Linked DNA regions of Mus musculus: region 2 is linked to region 1. The links are chromatin contacts, called in public HiChIP or PLAC-seq maps. All regions are on one chromosome and are shown on one strand. The core of a region is the stretch at or near the end of the contact, and the rest is flanking DNA. Distances in the headings are between cores, read along the strand shown.

Region 1 (6,516 bases), core at 2,222-4,721:
ATCATTCCTGCATCACTGACCATACTAGAATTTATCAGTCCTTGGCCACATTGTTAAATTATATAATCTTAAATATTTTCTCCTAAACTGGTAAGAAAAATATTTTGTCCATTAGCAACCCTGTCTTTTGGGTGGAGAGGATATTGTCACCATAGCAACGACAATAAACTTCCCCTCCACCCTTAAGTGTTTGGTGTGTGGTCAAGAGGCCTTTCCTCTCTGCTTCAAACTCCTCACCACTGTGCGCGACTCCAGGTATTCCGGGATGATGGTGCTGGGGGAAAGTGCTCAATCTTGGGGAAGAATCCTGTGGAGATGTAGAGCTAAACAGTGGCTTCTCAGGCTTCTTCATTGTAGTTGGAGAAGACATATCTGTAAGGAGAAAGTGACACATTCAATCTGCCTGGCCTTCTTCATTTAAGCAAGGAGTGCCATGTCATGATAACACATCACATTTCTTAATACTGTTGGATTCTTTCGCCCTCACCCGTTTAGAGAAATCTATACACAAGGTCAAAGACCCAGGCAGGCTAGAGCTGGAAAATGTCTTTTAGAAACATTCTTTGCTAAAGCTAACCTAAAGTGCCGTCAAAGAAACTCTGAGGATCTGAGAATCCATATGCTGCAGGCTTGAAGGTCTTCTGTGGCCCAGTGTGGGCAGCTTTGACTTTAAGGATTTGGGGGCTATTATTTGAACTGATGACTATGTTATGACAATGGCAAGGGGGGTAACCAGGCACTGATGTGTGAGAAACAATACCCAGCTTAACATCTTTTACAAAGAACATTTTGACTTGTTTAGCAAAAACAAAGGGAATACATTCTCAACTTGCTCCTTCTACAAATGTTTACCAGGTTCCTCTATTTTCCAGATAAATATGGATGTTAAGACAAATAAAAGGCAGTTTCTGACTTAGGGACATTTGCTGTTAGTGAAGAGGAAAATGGAGTGGAAACAGTTGTCACCAGTGGAGAGGAAGTGTGTGGGCTGAGAACAGAGGCACTGTGGCATTGGCTGTTATATTCCCAGCCTCTGGTGCCGAGTATTGTCCTCCTCTGCCTCAGGTTAAGGATGGAAGCCTCCATGTGCCAATTCCAAAATGTACATAGGGATCACAGGTCTAGAGAAAAAGGTATTCAGACGTGGTAGGACAACATGATATTCCTGAGTAGTCCAAGGGACCTATACCGAGGGGGATAATCATTGGGAAAGACACATACGAACATAGACTGATTACAAGCTCTCATGTCTGAATCTTATAGAGGGGTAACATATTATAAATAGACTGTTTAGATAGAACATATCTCCCAGAAACTGTGTGATATAGTTAGAATATCTATAATAGACTCATTATGGAGGCCCATTGAAAAAAGAAACATGATTTGTGATTAATATATTCATTTCACAAATATGGATTAGAGGCCTAATTCATGCCAGAAACGCCATCAGTTTCTGGGGATACAACCGTGAACTGGATTGCCTCTCTGCTTCTATAGAGTGAGGCAATGTAAAGTAAAAAGGAATTATAAGATGCTGCTGACCACGCCATGAGAAGTACGCATGGTTGCATTCACCCATTCCATAAGTACTTAACACTCCCAAAATATAGAAGATGAGAGGTTGAAACAAAAATGGGGAGAGCACCCACACATTGGATAAGCAAGTAGAATTAATGCAGGTAAATCAAAGCGGACTGCTGAGAAAGCCCGGCTCAACCCAGGCTATTCTGGGATTGCATCACACAGCATATCTCACCAGGGTATCCAACAAGCACCAATAGAAGGGAGATAACTCAGGAGCTAACATCTTAACTAATGCTCATTTTTATGGAGGCTTATAAATTTATATTAAGGAGCTCTAACAATGACACGACCTATAAAATTTGAATTTTATCATCAAGAATTTTAAATGTGTGCACAGTAGCCATCATAACAATGGCCTTCTTGTATTCAGTAGACAGCCTCAGCCATCATCAAGAGTCTCACCTCCTCATCTGCTCCCTGCATCACTTTTGAAGTACATGCACTACCATCTGACTTCACCTCTGACTATTTCTGTGTACAGGTTTAGAAGAAGAGGGTTAAAAGAAAACCACTACAACTACAACACTACATTTTTTTAAAAAAATGACCAGAATTATTTATTCACAATGTTCTGAAATAAGAAGAAGACCTCCCAGTGTTATAGATGTGAGAGACTAGTTGCCATTTGTATTTTACCATTGGAAAAAATTGTCTGAGTTCTGGAAGAGGCATCCAATAAAACTGAGTATGTGTTCTGAGCGTGCTGGCACTTAAGGCAGTACCAGTCTGCAGAAAGGCAGACGCTATGCTTCTGACTAATGGGTGGCCACTAATCTATTAGACTTCAGGTTTTTAATATAGTTCTCCAAAGGACAAAAAGAAAAGAAAGTGGTTCATGGAGCCACAACAATTAAGGCGGCTACTAAGGGGTGTAAAAGCAAGGTTTATGGGGGACTTTGGGATAGCATTGGAAATGTAAATGAGGAAAATACCTAATTAAAAAAAATAGAGAGAGAAAGGAAGTTTATTTTGGCTGTTATCTTCAAAATAGTAAAGACAATACTGAGATTTCCCCAAGAACGATGTGACCTTAAAAGGAATGATTCAATATTGGGTTTGACCTACTCAAAGCAGAAGTTAGATACACAAATTGTTAGAAGAGGACGCTCTATTTCATTCCTTATGATAGATAACAAAGTGCATTTTTTTGCCCTAAAGTGTTCTAAACTCTTTAAAAAGATGGACTCTTTTAAATGTGTGAGTATTTTGTCTGAGTTTATGTAAGTGCTGCCTGTACGATGTGAACTGTGCAGGTTAGGAGAACAGACTGGATCCCTGAAACTAGAGTTACAAAGGTTAAGGAGCGCCCCCTGAGTCCTGGAAACCGAATCCAGGGACTCTGCAAAAGCAGCCAGTGCTCTTAAACCCTCAGCTTCTCCATTTCAAATTTTTAGTGACAGATGGTTTAAAAAAGGCAGTAACTTAATATTGACTCTTATGTTTACCTCTGCCTACAGGTTAATTTAAAAGAACCGAAGCTGTACAAGTCAGTTTTCCAAGTCTTCCTGGAGTGGGTGATAGAGCACAGCACACATCATGTAAAGGGAGAGCTCTCTGTGTATTCAGAAACAGAAGGGAGCCATTCTGGCTCTACCACTTGCAAAGAACAAGAAGAGCCTCCGAACTACCACAGCAACCAGACAAGCTCAGATGAGTGTCCTTTCATACCGGGACAAGTCAAGTATTATTACTATAAAAATGTAAGATGGTGAGTGACTTTGTCATTTTTAACTTAATGATTTAAAACTTTTCTTGGCCAAAATGATACCCTTAGCTTTTGTAAGCGGTTGTTAGAAGTCTACACTTTAAGGGAGCCATGTAGACATGGCTCTTGTAGACATGGGCCTAATAATAGCAGTATTTCCATGTGCAGAGCACAGAGGATTACAAAGGAGACATAGCAGAAGCAGAGCGACAGTGGCTATCCACAAGGTGAAAAGGACTACAAGCTATCTCCTGCTTAACAACAAAAATAACTCAGAATAGGAACAAGACTGAGAAGGAGCACCAGGACAAGCAGAAGCATTGACATTCGACAAAGCAGGAGAGTGCTAGAGTTTAGTTTCATTTCTTTGTCTTCCCATTAAGTTAAATTAATTCTGGGCTCATTAATCAATAAAGAAATACTGCTATGTGGGATGGAAGCAGCACTATGCTGAACACTCAGAGGCAAAAAGTGAATTTCTCTCAAAGGACAATACATCAGTCGACTGGGGGGAGGCAGGGTAAAAGGCCATTTATGCTGGGACCTCAGAGCTGGGTCTCTAGACATTGCATTTTAACTATGTATAAAACTTGAATTGTTTTGGTTTTATTTTGTTTTGAAATTCTGTGGTCTATTAGGCGTTCAACCCAAGAATGATATCATTTCTATTTTTAATGCACTCATATACTATATAAAGAGTGTTCCAGGACTGGAAATATGGGAGAGATGTCTTTCAGTGGCCTTTCTGTCTAGAAAAACAAATGCTGTGCTTTTTGCAACCTACTGTTCCCCAAGAAGGAAGAATAATACATAAAAAGATTAAATTGAAAATTAGTTGAATAACAAAGCTGGATAATGTATAAATATATAATAAGTTGAATGATAATACATACATAATAAAGGGTAAGTTGAATAATGCATAAGATAATGCCACCGAAGAGAAAGAGACAGAGGTAGCTGGTGCTTCTGCAAGAAGAGAGCAGAAAGAGCTCACAACTGGTGAGAAAGAAGCAAAAGCCAGGAAGGCCTGACAAGGTAGAAGTCTGATTTAGGAATACCTCATTTACAAAGGAAATGACCTCACCTTAGAAAACTGTCCCGCTGGAGGGCATTATCCTGAGTGAGGTAACCCAATCACAAAAGAACTCAAATGATATGTACACATTGATAAGTGGATATTAGCCCAGAAACTTAGAATACCCAAGATATAAGTTACAATTTGCAAAACACATGAAACTCAAGAAGAATGAAGACCAAAGTGTGGACACTTTGCGCCTTCTTAGAATTGGGAATAAAACACCCATGGAAGGAGTTATAGAGACAAAGTTTGGAGCTGAGACAAAAGGATGGACCATCTAGAGACTGCCATATCCAGGGATCCATCCCATAATCAGCCTCCAAACGTTGACACCATTGCATACACTAGCAAGATTTTGCTGAAAGGATCCTGATATAGCTGTCTCTTGTGAGACTACGCCGGGACCTAGCAAACACATATGTGGATGCTCACAGTCAGCTATTGGATGGATCAAGCCCCAATGGAGGAGCTAGAGAAAGTACCCAAGGAGCTAAAGGGATCTGCAACCCTATAGGTGGAACAACATTATGAACTAACCCCGGAGTTACCCCGGAGCTCTTGACTCTAGCTGCATATGTATCAAAAGATGACCTAGTCAGCCATCACTGGAAAGAGAGGCCCATTGGACTTGCAAACTTTATATGCCCCAGTACAGGGGAATGCCAGGGCCAAAAAGTGGGAGTGGTGGGGGAGGTGAGTGGGGGGGAGGGTATGGGGGACTTTTGGGATAGCATTGGAAATGTAAATGAGAAAAATACCTAATTTAAAAAAAAAAAGAAAAAAGAAAACTGTCCCAAACTTTGACGAACTTTCTGTTTATTTTTCCTAGATTATATATTTTTACGTGTGTGTGTGTACACATATATATGTGAGTATATGTATTATGTATGTTTGTGTGTATGTATGTAAGTCCTGGCTGGTCTTGAACTCAGAATCCTTCTTCCTCAATGTTTTAAGAGCTTGGACTCCATGCACATACAAGTGTACCTGCCACCAGCTATAGCCCTAGCCTTAATGAGCATTAGGAAAGTTCACAGTGAACTTGGGGGTGGAAGGAATGTGCTACCTGCCCTCTCTCACTCTCGGTGTGTGACATTTTTGCCACTTATTAAGTTACATTCCTTCTCTCCCATTCTACTCACACAACACCCTGTCCACCTTAACACACTTAGGCAAACCGTAATCCCCCTTGGGGAAAAGTTTGAGGCTTTCAGCCAGCACAATGGCTCAGCAGGCACTGGCATTCATATCAAGCCTGGTGATCTGAATCTCAACCCCAGAACTCACATAATAGGAGAGAGTTGGCTGCTGTAAGCTTTCCTCTGGCTACCATATGCAGGCCAAGGTTTGCACACATACACACAAGCCCAACCAATAAAAAAATCGTAAGAAATTCTGAGGCCGAGATTTCATTAGTAATCTTACACCCAAATCTTATATTACTTGATGACTAATTTTTATCTGTTCCATCATATATATACATATATACACACATTATATATATATATATAATATTATATATGATGTATATTTGTGGACATATATGTATATGTAATACACACACACACACACACACACATATATATATATATTTACGGAAGATCATATTAATTAGGGATGAATGTAGTAAAAATATAGAATTCAAATAAAACCTGGAAGAGGTAAGGCAGGTATCATGTCTAGGTAGCTTGTTTTCGAATTTCTTATGAGTGAGAGAAGCTGTGAGATGGGATATTCACCAGCAGAACAGTGAGCAGAATCAACCCAAGATGGCTAGCTTCAAATACACACTCCATTAACCATAATAAGGATGTACTGTGTGAGAAACAATTTACTTTCAATAAAAGGGGGAAAATAAAGTTTATAGTGGAACATGGTTTAACAACAACAAAAGAGCGGTTAAAGAAGCCAAAGAGAGACATCAAAGGCAACCACTGAGCACCCCCCAAAATGTGAGGGGGTTCAGCTGTACACAAAGTTCAAGGTGTGAAACAAGTCTCCCTGCCCATGTTCTGGTGAAGCTCACAATCCAGCTAAAGGGGTGGATGGAAAATACAAATTTCATTAAATAATTATAACCCTGATAATATTAGGTTGTACCAAGGATTTGTCTTAGTGACAAAAGTCTAGGAGGGCTAAGCCTTCAAAA
Region 2 (6,566 bases), core at 830-3,329, 150 kb after region 1:
TGATTTGGGGAACTAGGATTAAAACTAATAGGATAAAAAGGGAATACATATTGTAAATAGATATGTAAGCACTATATATGTGCATATCATTAGTAAAGTGTATGAACACATAAAGTCTTGTTTCTGATGTAAATAAATACCATTGTCCCAAGTACTTGCTGTTAGGTAACAATGGGTATGTTCAGTGTTGTTTCCAAATCCTTTTATGTCAGCAATTTTCTTATAACCTAAATTAAAGGGATTTAGGAATAATGAGTAATAGCTATGTATATTGGATTCTAATAAGAAATGTTACTGGTATCCAGCATGTCTTTATGCTCCTAGGGAAGGCTATGCTTGTAAGTTACCTACAGATGCTGGCATGAGGATGGTAACCTTTTGTAGTTCTCTGCCATGCACAGGAGGGATGAAGTCTTCAGAAATCACACAGCAACCATACTATCTGCCAGAATTCTCGCCATAATTACAATATTTGAAAAACTGCGAACTTCAGAGTTTTTTCTTCTCACTTTATTAACTGTCCTCAAATTAATATTCTACCCCCCGCGAAGGGGACACTTCATCTTCTAGGCTCCTCAGAGAAAGGTCGGGAGCACTCTCCTATAGAATAAATATTGAAGAGCTACTATATGTCCACATTGTGTGAGCTGGTTAGTATCAGAGTATACTGGTAATGATTTTAGATTTGGGATGAGTTGTCTCTTTGTCTGTTTGTTGGCTTGTTTGTTTTTTAAGATAGTTTCACTCTGTAGCCCTGGCTTGCTGGAACTCACAGACAGCCACCTGTCTCAGCCTCCTGAGAGCTGGGTTTGCACTATACCCAGCTGAAGGTAAATGCCTTATGCCTTATCAAGCACCTGCAGTGTGAGAGGCGTGGTGCTAAGCACTTTACAGGCATTTTCTGATTTGATCTCAGAACTGCTGAGTAGACCAGCAATACCACTCCAGAGCTCAGAAAACCAAAGCTTAGCAAATAAAACTAATGGACCCAACCACATGGTGAACAATAAAACCATCATTCAGACCCATGGCATGATCAAGAATACGCTCAGTGACTGGCATGGGCACACCATTTGGTTTCATTTTGCTCATTCTGAAAACTTATAGTATGTATACGTAGAATGACAGTTTGAAACACTGACCAATCAATAGATAGAAGAAAATAAAGACAGCAAATCCCGGTATACAATTTACCCAATTTGAAGGTTCTCCCTTTCACCACTTCAATAACCACATGTAATTCTCCTGTTATTCTATACACAGTCTACATTTACATGCATTTGCTCGTTAAATAAATGCCGTTGCTTCCTGGGACACTCCCACATCATGGCCATGGCTTTGCCTTACACTCTTATCCAACTTTATTCATGCATTTATCTATCTACAACTGTGCCTGAGAAACATACCTTAAAACTTGTTTCATGACCATCAAGCTAGAAATGAACTTTTTGGAAGAATGTGTATTTAACATGTATTTAATTTTTTTTAACCATGCCTGCCTCCTCTTCAGTCCAGTGTTCGCCATACTCCAGGGGACAAGATAACATGTGAAACGTGAACTCAAGAGCCATCTTTCCCATACTAAAAAAGACTCTTACCTTAAAATATCCATTGAAGGGTCCTTTGACATTGAACCTAGTGTTTCGTTTTCTAAAAACTGAACTGAGACAGAAGCCTTAGAAGCATTTCTTAGATAAGAGCAGTTATATTATGTTTGTCTTAAACTTTAAAAAAAATATATAACTGAGATAAAAGATGTACATGGCCCAGAGGGAATGGAGAGAGTAATTATCAAACTAATCTGAAAGTCGCCGGGATTCAGAAGCAACCTGCACACCAACTCCTCAAGACAGCTCCTGTTTTTCTTAAAATATGAAACTCTCAACTTACTTTTTTTTCTTAAACCAATTTCAAACACTTATCCAAATACATCAAGTCATATCTTGCTGGAAGCTTAACCTTAACGATGCATTTTTAGTAGATTCTTTTCTGTTTCCCGACTGTTAGCATCTCCGTGATATTAGCTAGCTGTCTGTAACTTTAAGGGAGTGTTTGCCAACCACTGAGAATGGAAAGGCAGCTTCCCCTGAAAAACATGGCTGCGGCCTGACTTCCTTACAGCACTTCCTAAGAAGAGACAGCAGAGAGAAAACAGAAGACCCTTGAGTCAATTTATTTCACGAAAGTGAAAATGAGAACAGTCGATGTGTTGTGACTTTTGTCTGTGCTTCTTTTAAAAAGTGTGGCTGGTGTTTTCATAAACTCATACTTCTTATTAGCTATGCTTATTCTGCCTCTGTAGCAGTCAGACTAACATAAACAACCAAAGAGGCTTGGGTCTCTTAAGCACAATATTCCGAACTGTAATCTCTTGAGACCTCCCCACACACACACACCCCGCCCCTCTGCACTAAAATCCTACCAAATAAAGGCTACTCCAAGAGTAACCTTTTTTTTATTTTTAAGTATAGACCGACCTAAACCATCTGCTTATTGGACTTTGAATTAACCACATAGAAATGTTACATAATACTCAATAATAAATAAAACATATTAAAACTCCAATTTAGCAAGGGTATCAACTCTTTCAGAGCTGGTTATCATGGTGGAGACTGCCCTGCCCCTTGGCCAAACTAACCAGAGGCCAAATTCCTAAGATGCCAGAGTTAAGAGGTCTTAGAGAAGTCCTCTAGAAACTGAGTCCCTGAGAGACAAAGTCCCCCAGAGACATGACAGAAGTAGTCACTAACTGCTTTCTCTTTCATTTCAGCTGCATCGTTGTGTGGCCCAGAATGAAATCTGCCAGTAAACAAAGAAATACAAGAAAGTAATTCCACTGCCAGGTCACTAAATAATTTAGCACCTAATTTTTCCTTTCTATAGTACAAAGACCTTATGCTCAGAAAGTTACAGTTTAAAGTACACTACGTAAAATCACATCCATAGGCAAACATATCTCCTCCCATATGCATCTTTAAAAAAAAAACAAACAGAAAAATAATTTATCCTCAGTCCCTAGAAAACAAAAACTGAAATTAAAAGAAAGAAGGAAGAAAACCTAAATTGTCTATTTTCGTTCCTTCTAAAAGGATTAAATAACAGAATTCTAAATGGTTTGTTTGCACTTTCCATGCAATATGTAGATTAACCATGAAATTCTGTTTGGGACACTTTGACATCTGTTTTCAGTGCGTTACAATGAAATCTGGGGACTTGATACATACATTTGCTGTAATAAAACTGTCACTAATCAGTGTTTTCCAAAATATTGCCCATAACTATTACTATTCAGTAGTCTCATTTGCATGATCTAATACTGTTGCTACATCGTGTTTTTCCCTGACAATGTGGTAGCTGGTCCCAGGCACGTGACATAAAATGGCTGTACCCCACTCAGTAATCACAGGATTTTCCACACTCCTCTGCACAGGCGATGCAATCTGTCCTATGATGGACCAATACTTCATCCTTCCTGAGATTCGTTTCCTGGAACTAGAGCACCAAAGATGAACTCACATCCCAAGTGTGGAACATTCAAGGACAGTAAGGAAGTCTACACTGATGAGAAAACCCTGCCTCATGGGGCTTGTACCACAGGAGACATAAACATAATCCTAACCCAGGAGCCCTTTCAACAAAACCGTAATGATGTTCTTTGAACAGTGAATGAAAGATAAATCTTTCACTAGCACCATTCCCATGACCTACAGAAGCAGATCGGACCAGACTTTAAAACTGAGTCTGCTTCAGCTCTCAAGGACAGACCAGAGGTTGTACCAATGACAGATACCATAACCACAACTTACAAGGCATCAATAGCTGCATAAAGGTTTCTGTTCACATTACATGTATGTCTCATACATCTACCACACATGGATCTCAGCAAAAAAAAATCCAATTCTAAGAATACAAACACGGTATTCAGCAAAGAAAACTTGCAAGTTGCTAAAAATATTTTTCTACCTACTCTCATTCTAAATGAATTCCAGATTTTATCAGTATTTGGAACTGTGTTCATATTGCTAGAATCTAATACAATTTCATTTTGTCCTCCCATGAACTCATCTTAAATCTAAAATATGTTTCTCCATACACATGTTTTATATTATACGAATGTTGGATACAAAAAGCAGATTAACTGTGAGCCCTAATGCTGTGTTTGTTAGTACTGAGAAGTCATTCCAACTGTTCCAAACGGGATTAATGCCGTATAACAAGTCTATTTAATTATTGTAAGACCAGTGATCCTCATATTACTATAAGCTGCTTTTCCCTTATTTGGAGACTATAAATGGAACCAAAATTGCACATGATAACTACAGGTCATACCCTGCAACATGATGCTTGACGTGGTAGGAATAAAAGAGACACTGCAGCAACTCTGAGAAGCTACAGAACACAGCCAGTGTTTAGGATCCATGTGGATGTTCTCATTGTAGCATCTCATTAACTTCTATTAGAAGTGTACACAAAGCTCTTCAAGAGCATTGGGAAGACACAGTAACAAATGTTACAAATGTTATCAGCAGCAATCCGATTTGAGTGTTGAAAACTTGAGGATACACTGTGTTCTAGGAACTCACTTTTATAGATCTCTCTGTATCCTGTGAACAGCAACTGAATGCCAGTCTCTTCTCAAAAAGAAAAGGCACAGCACAGATCATTAGCACTTCTGGACCAGAATCCAAGCAAGCCGATCAATGTTCTGATGTGCACACCCTAGTTACCCTTTAACTACTAGACAAGTGTGGAACAACTTCTCCTTCTGAGCCCTGACTAGAGCCATTAGGTCTATGATAAACACCATGGTCAAGCCCTTCATGTAGGAATATGTTTCTTCTGCACATACCATCAGCCTAACATATAATTTAAGATACTTCCCTCTTAATCTCCACAGTTTCCAAACTGCTCTGCAAAGTGAGTGAGAGGAACAGTCCACTGGCCACAGAGAGCAGGATCATCCCGTTGCCCAGGAATCTGGCATACCAATTTAGCTCCACGCCCATGGGGAGCCAACGAACCAGAGTCACCTAAGTCAAACGCTGATCCCTCATGGTGGGGAGAAGCCAATGTTTTAACCATTTCTCCTTTGACTTCCAGTTGCTCTTAGTAAAAGTGAAATTGCTCTAAGCAATAAATACTAAGTTCTTCCCTCTAGAGGTCATTTAATTAATTTTCGGAAAGCCACAAAAAGGAGGAGTAGGAAGGCTGACTTGAAGAGTCAGCCGGCAATAGAATCAAAACAATCCACGTAAGCAATTAAACTGTCTGAGGCTCTGACCCAACTAAGGGTCACGGGACCTTTCTGACTGAGAGTCTCAAGACCAGCAGCTCGCTCATTTTAACTAGCCGTTCAGCCTTGTCATATCCACACTTCTGTCCAACCCAATCTACAATGTAAACGAAGCTCTTCCAAGTGTGGGTGACTTCATCTTGATACACAGGAGAGATCCACGTTCCACAGCAGGGTAACAAGTTCACTTCAAGGTTTGACTAGGACACTCTTTATCAAACACGGGTCAAGCTTTTGATTCAGGAAGCCACAAAGAAAATGATTTTACTCCTTTCCCTAAAATATTCCTAGATGCATTAAGGAAACTCAAGAAAATCTGAGGACTCCTGAAATGATACAGTAATTTAAGTGTATTTCAAAACCTTATAGGATCAGCTAACTGTATATGCCTACCTTCAAAGTTCTTACTAGCAAGGACCCATACACGGGCGTATTGCTGGAACATTGCTTCCCCCATCCTCTCTCTTTAGGATGTTTTATTTTTGCTGGAGATAGCTACTAACACAGTGATGAGTACTTGTTTAAATATTCACATATTCCTTCCCTCCATGCTCAGGTAGTCTATACACTATATTCCTTTATATAATAGTCGGCCATCACTGGAAAGAGAGGCCCATTGGACACGCAAACTGTATATGCCCCAGTACAGGGGAACGCCAGGGCCAAAAAAATGGGAATGGGTGGGTAGGGAAGTGGGGGGGAGGGTATGGGGGACTTTTGGGATAGCATTGGAAATATAATTGAGGAAAATATGTAATAAAAAATATTTAAAAAAATAATAATGGCTATTAAATGAGTGCTCTACTTACATGATTACACAAATCCTAAAATAGTCATTAGAAATCCTAGTTTATCAAAGAGAAAAATCAAAAGACTTGACCAAAGTAACAAAGCTCATAAAGGCAAGAGCAGAACTGTGTTAATCATAGGCATGTCCTATGTTTAAGAGACTAAATGCTTATATACTGCTTAGTAGTTGGTGTCACCTTGACAGAGTCACCTGAGAAGAGGAAGCCTCAATTGGAGACAATCTCTATCACATTGGTCTGCACATGTCTGTGAAGCATTTTCTTGACTGTTAACTGATATTAGAGAGCCCAGTCCACTCTGTGCAGCACCATCCCTATGCAGGTGGGACTGGGCTAGATAAGAAAGCTAACTGAGCAGAAGTCAGAAAAGAAGCAAGCCAGTTAGTAGCATCCCTCCATTTGTTCCTGCTTTAGTTCCTGCCTTGATTGACTACCTTCAGCGGTGAAATGTTACCTGGAAACAG

What was found. HiChIP or PLAC-seq counts read pairs in DNA pulled down with a chosen protein or histone mark.
Region 2: an H3K27ac HiChIP or PLAC-seq map of heart atrium shows a contact between it and region 1, with 6 read pairs. The contact joins two enhancer-like sites. A contact is called at or near these places in 5 of 484 Hi-C or Micro-C datasets (cerebellar granule neurons, cerebellum, embryonic stem cells and 2 more) and 4 of 115 datasets of contacts at active chromatin or transcription factors (embryonic stem cells, forebrain, heart atrium and 1 more).

What each region holds. Positions count from the first base shown.
Region 1 is chr4:82,330,055-82,336,570 of GRCm38.p6, forward strand. Nfib (nuclear factor I/B) reads right to left here. Exons shown (of 12, transcript NM_001113209.2): 7 at 238-372. Among named protein-coding and RNA genes, the nearest start is that of Nfib, 170 kb to the right of the region's middle. Within about 2 kb of position 3,472, at least 4 of the 459 cell types and tissues checked have an H3K27ac peak or open chromatin away from gene starts, as enhancers often do. A contact at or near this core is called in heart atrium, where this site is marked.
Region 2 is chr4:82,481,397-82,487,962 of GRCm38.p6, forward strand. The region is part of intron 2 of Nfib (nuclear factor I/B); the gene reads right to left. It also overlaps 2310067E19Rik. Among named protein-coding and RNA genes, the nearest start is that of Nfib, 21 kb to the right of the region's middle. Within about 2 kb of position 2,080, at least 22 of the 459 cell types and tissues checked have an H3K27ac peak or open chromatin away from gene starts, as enhancers often do. A contact at or near this core is called in heart atrium, where this site is marked.